Regions from separate parts of the Sus scrofa genome. Here region 2 is linked to region 1. A link is a contact called in public Hi-C data. All regions are on one chromosome and are shown on one strand. Each heading gives the region's core, a stretch centred on a gene start, on an enhancer-like site or on the middle of the called end of the contact. The rest is flanking DNA. Distances are from core to core; before and after follow the strand shown. Region 1 holds the start of TTC12 (tetratricopeptide repeat protein 12). Region 2 has its middle 110 kb from the start of DRD2.

Region 1 (5,371 bases), core at 296-2,795:
TCTTGCGCCACTTACTTTTCGCTCTCTAGGCCACAGCCACGCTTGGCCTCCTGCTGGTTCCTCAGCCGTGTCAGGTGTCCCCCTACTGCTCATGCTGGCCCTTTTCCCCCTGTCCAGCTGGTAAATGTCACTCACCCCTTCAAGCTCAGCTTAAACATCATGCCCTCGGGAAAATCTCCAAGGTTGGAGCCCAAGCTTTCCCAGTACCCTTTGCTACATTTGTTTTTCACCTTTTTTGCGGCTGGGGGTGGGGGCTGCACCTGCGGCATATGGAAGTTCCCAGGCTAGGGGTTGAATCAGAGCTTCAGCTGCCAGCCCAGGCCACAGCCAAGGCAACACCGGATCTGAGCTGCATCTGCGACCTACACGCAACTTGCAGCAACGCTGGATTCTTAACCCACTGAACGAGGCCAGGGATTGAAACGGCATCCTCATGGATATTGGTCAGGTTCTTCTGCTGAGCCACAACGGGAATTCCATACCCCCTTTACTTCTCTTAGCACTTCTCACAGGGACAATTTAAGTGATTGTTTGCTGATTGAGCTTTAATACCCCCTGGGTGATAAGCTCTTTGGTAGTTACCTTGTGATAATTTTATGGGTCAACTTGTCTGGGCCACAGGGTGCTCAGATATTTGGTGAAAACATTATTCAGGGTTTGCCTGTGGGGATGTTTCTGAATGAGATTAACATCTGAATCAGTAGCCTGGGTAAAACAGATTTCTCTCCCCCATGTGGGTGGGCCTCATCCAATCAGTTGAAGGCCTGGAGAGAATTCCTTCTCTCTGCCAGACGGTATTTGGCTGAGACTTTGGTCTCCTCCTGCCTTTGGACTCAGACTTGGACCGGAACTGATGCCACCATCAGATCCCCTGGTTCTCGAGCCCTTCAACTTGGACGGTTGGAACTGACACTATGGACCCCTTGGGTCTCCAGCTTGCTAAGTGCAGATGGTGCCCTTCTCAGCCTCCATTATCATGGGAGCCAAATTCTTATAGTAAAACAGTCTCTCTCTCTCTCCCTACGTGCGAATGTGTTCATCATCTCATTCTGCTCTAAATCCTAGGATTCCCTGGATGATAACCACCACTCATTCCTAATGACTGGGAGCCCAGCACTTTAACCAAAAATCTTATGAGAAAGTGGCATTTCTCCATTTTCTAGAGGAGAAAACTGAAGATCAGAGAGGTCACCTAACTCTCTGAAGGTCTTCTATACCAATAGGCAAATTCCAATTCACACCCAAAGCCTGCCTCTTCCAAGTACGTTGGAGACCTTCTGCCTTTTTGGTCCAGGGATATTAAGCTAATGGACATGCCACACCCAGTCCCAAAAGAAAAAGAGGCAAAAACCTGGAGCTGATTTAGGGATCAGCGCAGGACACTTGGGCTTCTTTTGCTCCCCTCCTTCCCAGGTCCACCTCAGGCATCCCTGGCCCCAGCTCCGCCTTGAATTTGGCGCTTGGCCAAGCATTCTGGAACCGGAGGACCCGTGGTGCCGCTCAGCGCGGAGCCACGCCCACACCCTGGCCCCTGGCCCCGCCCCACCCCAGCCTAGGTCAGTCGCCTCCCGTCCACGGCCGCCATTTCCTGTCTAGCCCTGGGCGCGTCAGGTCAGTGCAGTGGGGTGGCCTGGGGTCTGCCCTGCCCTGATCTGGCCATCGGAGCCAAGCAGAGGACGCTGGTTTGGGCCCAGCGTATGGGACTTTATCGGCTGCGGGCTGTGACTTCCCTGGCGGTACCCGGCCAGTGGACGCTCCGGAGCGGTTGCTGGGCAACGGTGCCGTCGGCCCCTCCCCTCTGCGCAGGGTGGGGAGGGGCTTCCGGGGTGAGCGGTCTCCTGGCTGCAGCACAGTCCCCGCGGGCCACAGGCTCCTGTCCCAGGATATACGCCGCGCCCGCCGCCGTGAGCCTCGCCGTGCCTGGCCTTCCTGACCCTTCGTGGGTTCGTTTCCTGACCCTTCGCGGGTTCGCTGCCCAGTCTCAGGGCGCACCCTTAGGCCTGCCCTGGGAGCAGAGGGCTTGGCGCCTACCCGCAGGAATTCAGAGCCTGCCTTCTGCCCTCCCTCAACTTGGGCAAGTTGACTCATTTGACTAGGCCTCAGTTCCACAAGAGCCTAAGTAGCTGGAGCTGGAAAGAAACCTCGGGATCTTTTAGTTAAGCCGCAGGCCCCCAGTCCTCTTTTATGGGTAAGGGTGACCCGCAGCAACCCCTCATCACAAAACTGCAGCATTACGTTAATCCCCAGATAGTGCTCTTTTGTATTAGTGATTCCATAGAATGAAGGGGGCCTCTCTCTGAGGCTCAGAGAGGTGGTGACTCTAGCTGAGGTAGCACAGCTTGTAACTGGTGGAATCTCAAAGAGATCAATTAACTCACAAGTTGTTCCTGGCAGATTTTGAATTTCTGGTTATAGGTGCCTTAGAGGACTCCACTGCCTTTAAATACAGCTGGCTGTAAAGCAGAATGACCTGGAGAGTGTTTCAAACTGTAGGTTCCTGTGTGTAGCTGAGGAACTGTGGGCTAAGGCTGAGAAATCTCTATACTCAAGTTTTGGATGATATTTATGGTCCGCAGGTGGACCTTTGGGACCCACTGGAGACCTTTTCATTCAAAAACAGCTGAGAGGTAATACATCTAAAGTACCTGGAGAGGAGACGCGGGCATACAGTGCTGTCAAATTCTAACCCCTTCAGCCAATTTGTAGCTTTTCTTCGCTCCTCATGCACAAGCCAGAGGCTTATATTTTAAACAAGTTTGGACATTTAGATGCAGATTGTCCCATTTCAGGTTACTTGTCACATAGCCAGGTCCAAGCTCCTGGCTGGGCCGGGCTGTCACAGTCAAAGTCAAAAATTAGCATCCTCCATCCCTGGTGGCCTGTCAGCTGCTCTCCTCCTGGTCCCTATCATGCCAGGTCCCTGAATCACAGAAGTTTATGTTGGCTTTGTAAGAACATTTCGCAGGGCAGTTTTCCCATTGGAGGGAGGCTGGCAGCTTTCTGGAAGGATCGCCACAAATAACAGATGTCCCTTGGCGTAATGGTAGCGGGAGTGAAATAGATCACCCTGCTTGTTACTCATGACTTTTGTAAACACAAATTTGTCTTTGAAATAATCACTTGGCTCTTAGCTTTAGAAGCCTAATAAGCCTGACAAATTCTGTTTAGTGTTTTATTATTATTAATTTTCATCATTTTTGCTGCTTCCCTCAGGGATTCTGGTTCGCAATGGCTGACTATCAAGAGAAAGACTTGCAGAAATTTCTTAAAAATGTGGATGAAATCAGTAAGTACCAGTAAAACATCAGTAAGTTAAATTTTACTTGAGGGAGGTGGAGTGACTAAAGGGAAATGATTACTCTAAGTTGGTTCCTGGGTTGCCTGACAGGTTTATGACGCTTAAGAAAAAATGTAATTGAGATTAAACAGAAGGGGTATTGGGAAGCAAGTAATAGTGGAGCCTGGGGGTGATATTTTCTGGCTGTTAATTGGTATCAGAGAAGCTGCTAACATTCTGATAGGAATTCAGGCTGACAGTTCTCTGAATTTTTCCCCTTCGTGAACAATCAGGTCAACAGAAGCTACTTTTTCCCCTTCACCAGTGAGCCTAGCTGTTCCCTTCAGGAGATCACATAGGACCCCCCATTGATCAGTCTGGAATCCCTCTTGTTTTAGGGTAGAGGCTTTCCTGGTTTTGAGCTGCAGAAGCAAAATCAAATGGCTTTCCCTCAAGGTCTGTCACCTTACATGGATGGCTCCTGGTTGCCACACTCCTGTCTCTCTTCCTCTAGGCAGGAAGGTGCTTCCCCAGCTCATACATGTGGGATCTCAAAGGATTTGCTCTGATCCCACAGATCACATACAGGAGCTTCCAAAGCCCTCAGTCCCTGTTCTAACTTCTGGGAGCTTATCTGAGGATCGAAACTGGAAAACCCAACAGTGAAACAAACCTTCCATATCAAATAGAAATATATTGCAATTGCTGCTTCTAGCAGGCTGTATGGGTCCAAAGATAAAATAATTGTAAAAAATAGTTAGTCTGCTTCATAGATGATACCGCCTGGGTGTGCTCTTTGGGTTTGTGATTGATGGCCTCTCCTCTGCGCATCCTCAAATGCTGGCCTGGCCAGGCCCACCGCTCACCTTTCTCTTCAGGTGGTCTCGCCCAAATGCATGGTTTTAATTCCCACCCTTGCTGATGAGCCCCCATCTCAACTGCCACCAGCCTTCTTTTTTGAACCTCAGCCTCTATGCCTGTTCTCATATCCATCGTATCCATCAAACCTCGCGACCTTAATGTGTTCAGAATTTAGCTGATCCTCTTTGCTTCCCCCTCCCCAGTAAAACCTGCTTCTCCCACTCTCCCCTTCATTCTAGTCTCACTGGGTGGAACTACCATCCTCCTATTTACAAGTCACATTGGCCTCCCCCCATCTCTCGGCCCTGCATTTAATCAGCCCTCAAGTCTGCCTTCTTTCTCCAGCTCCATCCTCCCCAGCCTCCCTTTGTTTGGTTCTCTGGTCCAGACTATTTCAACAACCCCTTGATTGTTTTTCCTGCCCCCAGGCTTACACTCCCCACAGGGTAATGTATCTAATATGCAAATCTGACCCAGACACTTCTCTGCTTGGATTCTCTCGCAGTCACAATAAACTTGAAGCTCTCATCAGGACCTGCGTCCTCCCATGACCTTGCCCTTACCTCTCACGTCTCCCTACCCCACACTTGAGCTACAAGCTGCTTCCAGGTCTGCCCATACAGCCTGGCAGTTCATACTCTGCCTGTTGCATCTGGCCTTCCTCTGCCTCCCCGTCGTTCTTTATGTGGCTAACATTCATTCATAGTCCAAGTTCAATCGCACATCATTTATTTCATTCCTGTCCAGTAGAACTTTCTGTGATGATAGAATCTGCACCATCCACTGTGGTAACCAGTGGCTGCATGTGGCTCCTGAGGGTTTAGAATATGTCTAGGGCTACTCAAGGAGTGAAGTCTCTATTATTTCATTTGTAAGTAATTTAAAGTTATGTAGCCACATATGTGTAGCTTCTATACATTCATTTCTAGGGCTCTCACTATGTATGAGTGTTGCTGGGTACTGGAGAGTACAGTAATGGTAAAAAAAGTATTACCTTTCTCATGATAGCTACATTCCAGAGGGGAAAGCAGTTAATAAACAAGTAATTTCATGTGTGATGTATGCTACAAAGAGACTTGTAACGTGCAAGAGAATCTAAGTCAGTTTAGGAAGTTGTATTGTCTGTCTACGCTGCTGTCACAAATTACCACAGCCTGGGGGGCTTAGGCAACAGAGACTAATTTTTCCCAGTTCTGGAGGTTAGAAGTGCAAGGTCAAGGTGTTGTTGGGTTT
Region 2 (5,897 bases), core at 1,716-4,215, 200 kb after region 1:
TACCATAGCCACAATCATTCATTAAAATCTCTTAATTAATAAAGAGGTTTTAATAAATACTTCCTCAATGTGATAAAATACATCTCTCTGAACTACAGCATTTAATAAGGAAACATCTGAAGCATTTCCATTAACAGTATGAATGCAGAAAAAAATGTTCACCTCTGAGATTAAACTGTTCTAGAAATACTGGCCAATGCATTTAGACATAGAAAGAAATTAAAGTTATAAACATTGGAAAGGAAGCAGTAAAATATCACTATTTGCATTTGAGAAACCCCCAAAACCAAATAAGGAGAAAAACAGCACCAAATAAGCTATTAGAAGCAGTGAGAGATTTCACTCCATTGGTTGGTTATACAAAACTAGTACATAGAACCTCAGAGCTTCATGTAAGCTAACAATAGGTGACAATTTGAAGGCATGACAGAAGACAAGACTCCATTTGCAACAGCAAAAAATACACATACAAATCAAGACGGCATACTGAGCAATAAAAACTAATGGTAAATGTGCACGATTGATATGAAGAGAACACTGAGAACGCAAAAGAAGACTTGAACAAATTGAAAGGCACACTATGACCTTACTACATTCAACAATAAAAAGATGCAAGTTCTCTGCAGTCTATTAACACAATTAATGTAAAAAAGTACTACCCAGCTCTTTTGAAGTACAATGAACAAAAAGCCAGAGTAGTATGCAAACATTGCAGTGGGCAGCACTGCATGTGTGAATATACGAAAAACTTCAAAACTGAGAGCATTGTGATCCGGCCTGTGAAGAGACCGAGAAAACGTGGAGAACATTGTTTTATCACCTCAGAGTATAAATGACCTAAATGTGACACAAATCTCAAAATCCACAAAGGAAACACTGAAAAACTTGTCACGATAACTGTTTTTAATTATTACTACTGAAAAAAGAGATTATATACAATTTTATGGCCACACCCATGGCATGTGGCATGTGGAAGTTCCTGGGCCAGTGAATTGAACCCAAGTCACAGCAGTGAAAACACCACATCCTTAACCACCAGGCCACCAGGGAACTCCTGGCTTCGGATTTTTACCCAAGAGTGGAATTTCTGGATCACATGGTGGTTGTATGTTCAGTATATTTGAGGAAACTCCAAACTGTTTCCCAGAGTGGTTGCAACAATTTACATTCCCACTAGCAGTGCACTAGGGTTCTCTTTTCTCCACATCTTCACTAACATTTGTTGTTTGTAGATTTTTTGATGACAACCATTCTGACAGGAGTGAGGTTTTGACTTCTGTTTACCTGATGACTAGTAATGCTGAGTATCTTTTCATGTGCCTGTTGGCTATCTTTGTCTTCTTTGGGAACATGTCTATACAAGTCTTCTGCCCCTTTTCTCGTTTGTTTTTTGTTTTGTTTTTTAGGGTTGCACTCGAGGCATGTGGAGGTTCCCAAGCTAGGGGTCCAATTTGAGCTACGGCTGCAGCAAGGCAGGATCCGAGCCGCATCTGCAACCTATACCACAGGTCACAGCAATGCCAGATCCTCAACCCACTGGGCAAGGCCAGGGATCAAACCTGCAACCTCATGGATACTAGTCAGATTTGTTTCCGCTGCACCACGACAGGAATTCCCCTGCCCATTTTTGAATTAAGTTGTTTGTTTTTTGGATATTGAGCTATTCAGTATCTTTTGTGGTTCCCTATAAAATGGTTGTCCATTTTAATGCTTTCTAATTGTTTATAGTAATCTCTTATGATCCTTGCATTTCTGGGGTGTCAGAGGTAAATTCTTCTTCATTTCTGATTTTATTGATTTGGGCCCTCTTTCTTTTTATCTTCATGAGTCTGGCTAAAAGTTAATCAATTTTGTTTATCTTTTCAAAGAACCAACTCTTAGATGCATTGATCTTTTCTATTGTATTTTGGTCTCTATTTCATTTCTTTCTGCTCCGAACTTTGTGATTTCTTTCCTTCTACTAACTTTGAGTTTTGTTTGTTCTTCTTCTTCTGGTTCCTTTAGGAACTTGATGTTGTCCCAGAGGTCTCTTAAACTGTCCTCACTTCTTTTTATTCTTTTTTTCTGTTCAGCTTCAGCAATTTCCACTACTGTCTCTTCAGCTTGCTGATCCATTCCTCTGCATCCATCAGTCTGCTGTTGATTCCTCCTGGTGTGTTTTTTCATTTCAGTTACGGCATTCTTCATCTGGGTTTGGTTCTTCTTTGTATTTTCTAACTCCTTGTTAAAAACGTCTAATTTCTCCCTCTGTTCATCGATTCTTCTCCTGGGTCCTTTGGTCATCTTTGTGATCATCATCGTGAACTCTTTATCAGGTCAATTGTCTATCTTCCCTTCACTTAGTTCTTCTTTTGGGATTTTCGTCTTATTCCTTCATTGGTAACATGTTCCTCTTTCACCTCATTTTGCCTAATTTGCAGTTGTTATTTCAGTGTATTTGATAGATTGGTTACATGTCCTGACCTTGGAGAAGTGGCCTTGTGTAGGAAATGCCTGATGCATCCCAAAAGCATACATCGCTCTAGCTATCAGAACTATATACTCTACAGGTGCCCCCTATGTGGGCTGCACGGGTCCTTCTGTTTTGTTAGGCTGACTATTGTGAGAAGTCTGGTGGGCGCGGTTGGCCTCCAGTCCTTGGTTGGGAGGCCCTGCCTTGTGCAGAAGCTGCCAGCTACTGGTTGGTGGGGCTGTATCACTAGGTAGCTGGCTGTGGAATCTCAAGTGGTCCTGGGGCTAGTGCTGGCTCCCTGGTGGGCAGAGCCAGGTTCTGGGGGGTATGGTTATGGTCCAGGGTTCCCAGATCTAGTGTTAGCCTGCAGGTAGATGGGCCCAGTTCTTGGCACAGCTGGCTGCAGGTTCTGGGGTGTTCCCAAACCAGCGCTGGTCTGAAAGTGCACAGGGCTGGATCCTGGGGCAGCTGGCTGAGGAGTCCAGCACACCTCAGACCTGGTGTCCACCTGCTGGTGATGGGTTTAGGCTCTCTGGGGCTTATGCCAGCCTGCTAGTCTGTTGGCTGCATCCTGATGAGTCAGGTTGTGGTGTTACGGTGCTCCTAGGGGTGGTGTCCACCCACATTGTTTTGTTATTTTCAGTTGCTCCCATGGCTTATGGAAGTTCCCAGGTCAGGGATCGAACCCGAGCCACAGAAGTGACAAGGCCAAATCCTTAACTGCTGAGCCATCGGGGAACTCCCAAATGAAGCTTCTTGAGTGATCTCAGCTACACCTTGTAGAGAAGCCCCTCCCAGCTGAACCCAGTCCACCCGCAGAACTGCAAGAAACAACGTCATTGTTCCTTTAAGCCACTGTTGGTTATAATAGTTTGGGGGTGATTTGTTCTGCAGGAAAAGAAAACTGAAACAGGCCCGTATGGAAACTCCCACATTCCTGACTCCTCGAACAGCACTACGGTCTCCCTGGCAACCCTGGCTGGCCATTGCAGCGGCCTATAGGCCAAGGTCATTTGCTGGCACCCCGGTTGCCAGAAAAAGCGAGCTCAAGTGAGAGAATGAAAGCCCCCAAATCAAAGAACAGCCATAAAACAGAGACCCCCGGGGAAGAGCCGCAGCTGTGTCTGAGTGTGCGAGGCCTTTGTCAGGGAGCAGAAAGGAAGGCCAGGGCATGCTTTGATGCTGCCTTTGTCTGCAGCTTCCTCACACGCATACCTGGCACTGAAAAGCACTCGAAACCCCAGCCGTCCAGGGCTTTTGATGTTAGAAAAAAACAAAGTCATGTTCAGCACCACCCCCTCCACGCAGAGACCCAAGGGGAATTCTGCGCTCTGGCCCCCTTCTCCTGGAGGGCGGGTCCTCGATCCTGCTCCCTTTGTCCAACAACCCCTGCGCCAGGTACTGGGCACAAACCCATGATTTCAGCTCATGGGCAAAAGGAGATAAACTGTCAACCAGAGACAAAAGAGCGGCCCTGAGAGCCCCGAGGATGTCTTTCAGCTGATTCATACACGGTGTTCTCTGGTCTCCAAAACTAAGCTGGATGTGTTTTTGTGCTTTCTCGCTGTTATTTCAATGATAATTAAATTTCCCCCAGTAGAAAGACAGCTCCTCAAGAGCAGAGACTATGTCTGCGTTATTCGACATTGTAATGACGTTGCCCAGAACAGAGCATGGCACCGCAGCGGGAACTCGGTAAGTAGCTACGGTATGGATGAGTGAATAAACCAATGAATACTCAGAGTTTCTTAACAGTGATGCCATTGATACTGTTCCCATCTCTCTGCCTCTCTACAGGCAGTTTCTGTGCCTTTGATTCCATTTCTCTCCTAGTCTGTCTGGCACACAGCCTTCTTACCAGCTCTAGAATGGTGAACTAGTTTCAAACCTCTTCAATCCTGTTTGCTCCTCCAGGGGAACACCCTGCCTTGGAAAGAGAGTGTAAGGATAAGATCGGATCATACTTGCGACATGCAGGGCACACAGTCAGTGTAAGTGTCTAACAACAGATGAATGGATAAAGTCAGGGTGCTTTTAGTCTTTGTAACAACCCTTCAATGTAGATAGAGCTACTCCCATTTTACAGACGAGGAAGCTGAGGCTCTAAGAGGGTAAATAAGTTGCTTAAGGTCACACGTCAAATAAGAAGCAGAATCAGATTTCTTAGCTGCGTTCTTGTGGAGGGAAAGCCCTATCTCTCTGCACTACTTCACTGGACTTCTTGAACGGGCTACTTAACATCAAGTTACTCTGGCGCCCTCTGCAGGTCACTCTTCCATGCTGCCCCTTTACAAGGTCATTTCATCTCAAATTAATATCCATTGTTTTCCTTTTCTTTCTTGCAAAGTGCGGTACCCTAATGAGGCTCTTAAGCAAAGGCTAGCTGAGTATTCTAAAAATCCGTCCAAGAATGGAAGCACGCAGGGGGCTCCTCAGCTCACTCCCGCATCATAAAGAGAGAGGGAGGAGGTAAGAGCCCCCTCCACCCCCACCCCACCCCCACGCGGTCCCACAGCTGTCTGTCTGTGTCAAATGTTCTGAGCAGAGGTTGGGGGCTTCAGCTCCCCACACAAAGAGAGTTCAGAGCTGTCAGCATCTTTCTCACAATACACGAGGTGCTGAGGAGCAGGTGATAATTGTAGCCCTGTCACCCTCATCACCTCTGAGCTGGCTGGCTTTTCTTTCTTTCTTTTCGTTTCTTTTTTCCCCTCTAAAAACAAATGTTGTGCTGCCTGGAAATCGAAGTTGGTGTTTCAGTGGAGGAAAAACTCATGCGCACGCTGCTGCTCTTTCTCACGGAGCACAGGTAGGAGCTCCCTTGTTTGACCTCCTGTCCCCGGGGAAAGAGGCTGAGTGAGAAGAGCTGCCCAGACCCTGTGTGAGCACTTCCAGGGGGAAGGTGTCCCATCCTGCAGCCTGCTTGGCTGGCAGGGCACCTTTCTGCAGTTGAATCCAAAACTGCCTTCACTTCTTGGTCTTTCTTCTGCTTTTTTGGAGAAAACACACAAAAAGTCAACTTTCTTCCCTGCTGAGGCGTTTTCATGTTCTGCCTCCTGCCCTTCCCAGGCCAGCTCTCTTCTCCAACTGAAACGCTCTTCAGGTCTTCCAATCCCGCATTTAGAAGAACTCTAGTTTCACAAAGATGGCCAACAGGCAGATGAAATGATGCTCAACATCACTCATCATCAAAGAAATGCAAACCAAAACCGCCGTGAGGTATCACCCCACACCTGTCAGAATGGCCGTCATCAAAAAGAACACGAATAGCAAACGTTGGTGAGGATGTGGAGAAAAGGGAACCTCGTACACCGTGGGTGGGGATGTAAATTTTTGCAGCCCCTGTGGAGAACTATGGAGATGCCTCAAAAAATGAAAAATAGAGCTGTCGTATGATCCAGAAATTCCACTCCTGGGTATATATCTGAAGAAAATTAAAAAAAAAAAA

Evidence for each region. Hi-C and Micro-C count contacts between places; a contact is called where the count stands out from the background.
Region 2: a Hi-C map of omental adipose tissue shows a contact between it and region 1, with 1.6 times the contacts expected there. The contact joins the enhancer-like site here to the promoter of TTC12 in region 1. A contact is called at or near these places in 1 of 5 promoter capture datasets (liver), 22 of 47 Hi-C or Micro-C datasets (alveolar macrophages, brain, embryonic fibroblasts and 13 more) and 1 of 2 datasets of contacts at active chromatin or transcription factors (skeletal muscle).

Annotation. Positions count from the first base shown.
Region 1 is chr9:40,987,336-40,992,706 of Sscrofa11.1, forward strand. It overlaps TTC12 (tetratricopeptide repeat protein 12), which reads left to right and starts at 1,546. Exons shown (of 22, transcript XM_005667347.2): 1 at 1,546-1,611; 2 at 3,214-3,286. The coding sequence starts at 3,229.
Region 2 is chr9:41,188,761-41,194,657 of Sscrofa11.1, forward strand. No RefSeq gene overlaps it. Among named protein-coding and RNA genes, the nearest start is that of DRD2, 110 kb to the left of the region's middle. Within about 2 kb of position 2,966, at least 5 of the 83 cell types and tissues checked have an H3K27ac peak or open chromatin away from gene starts, as enhancers often do. A contact at or near this core is called in omental adipose tissue, where this site is marked.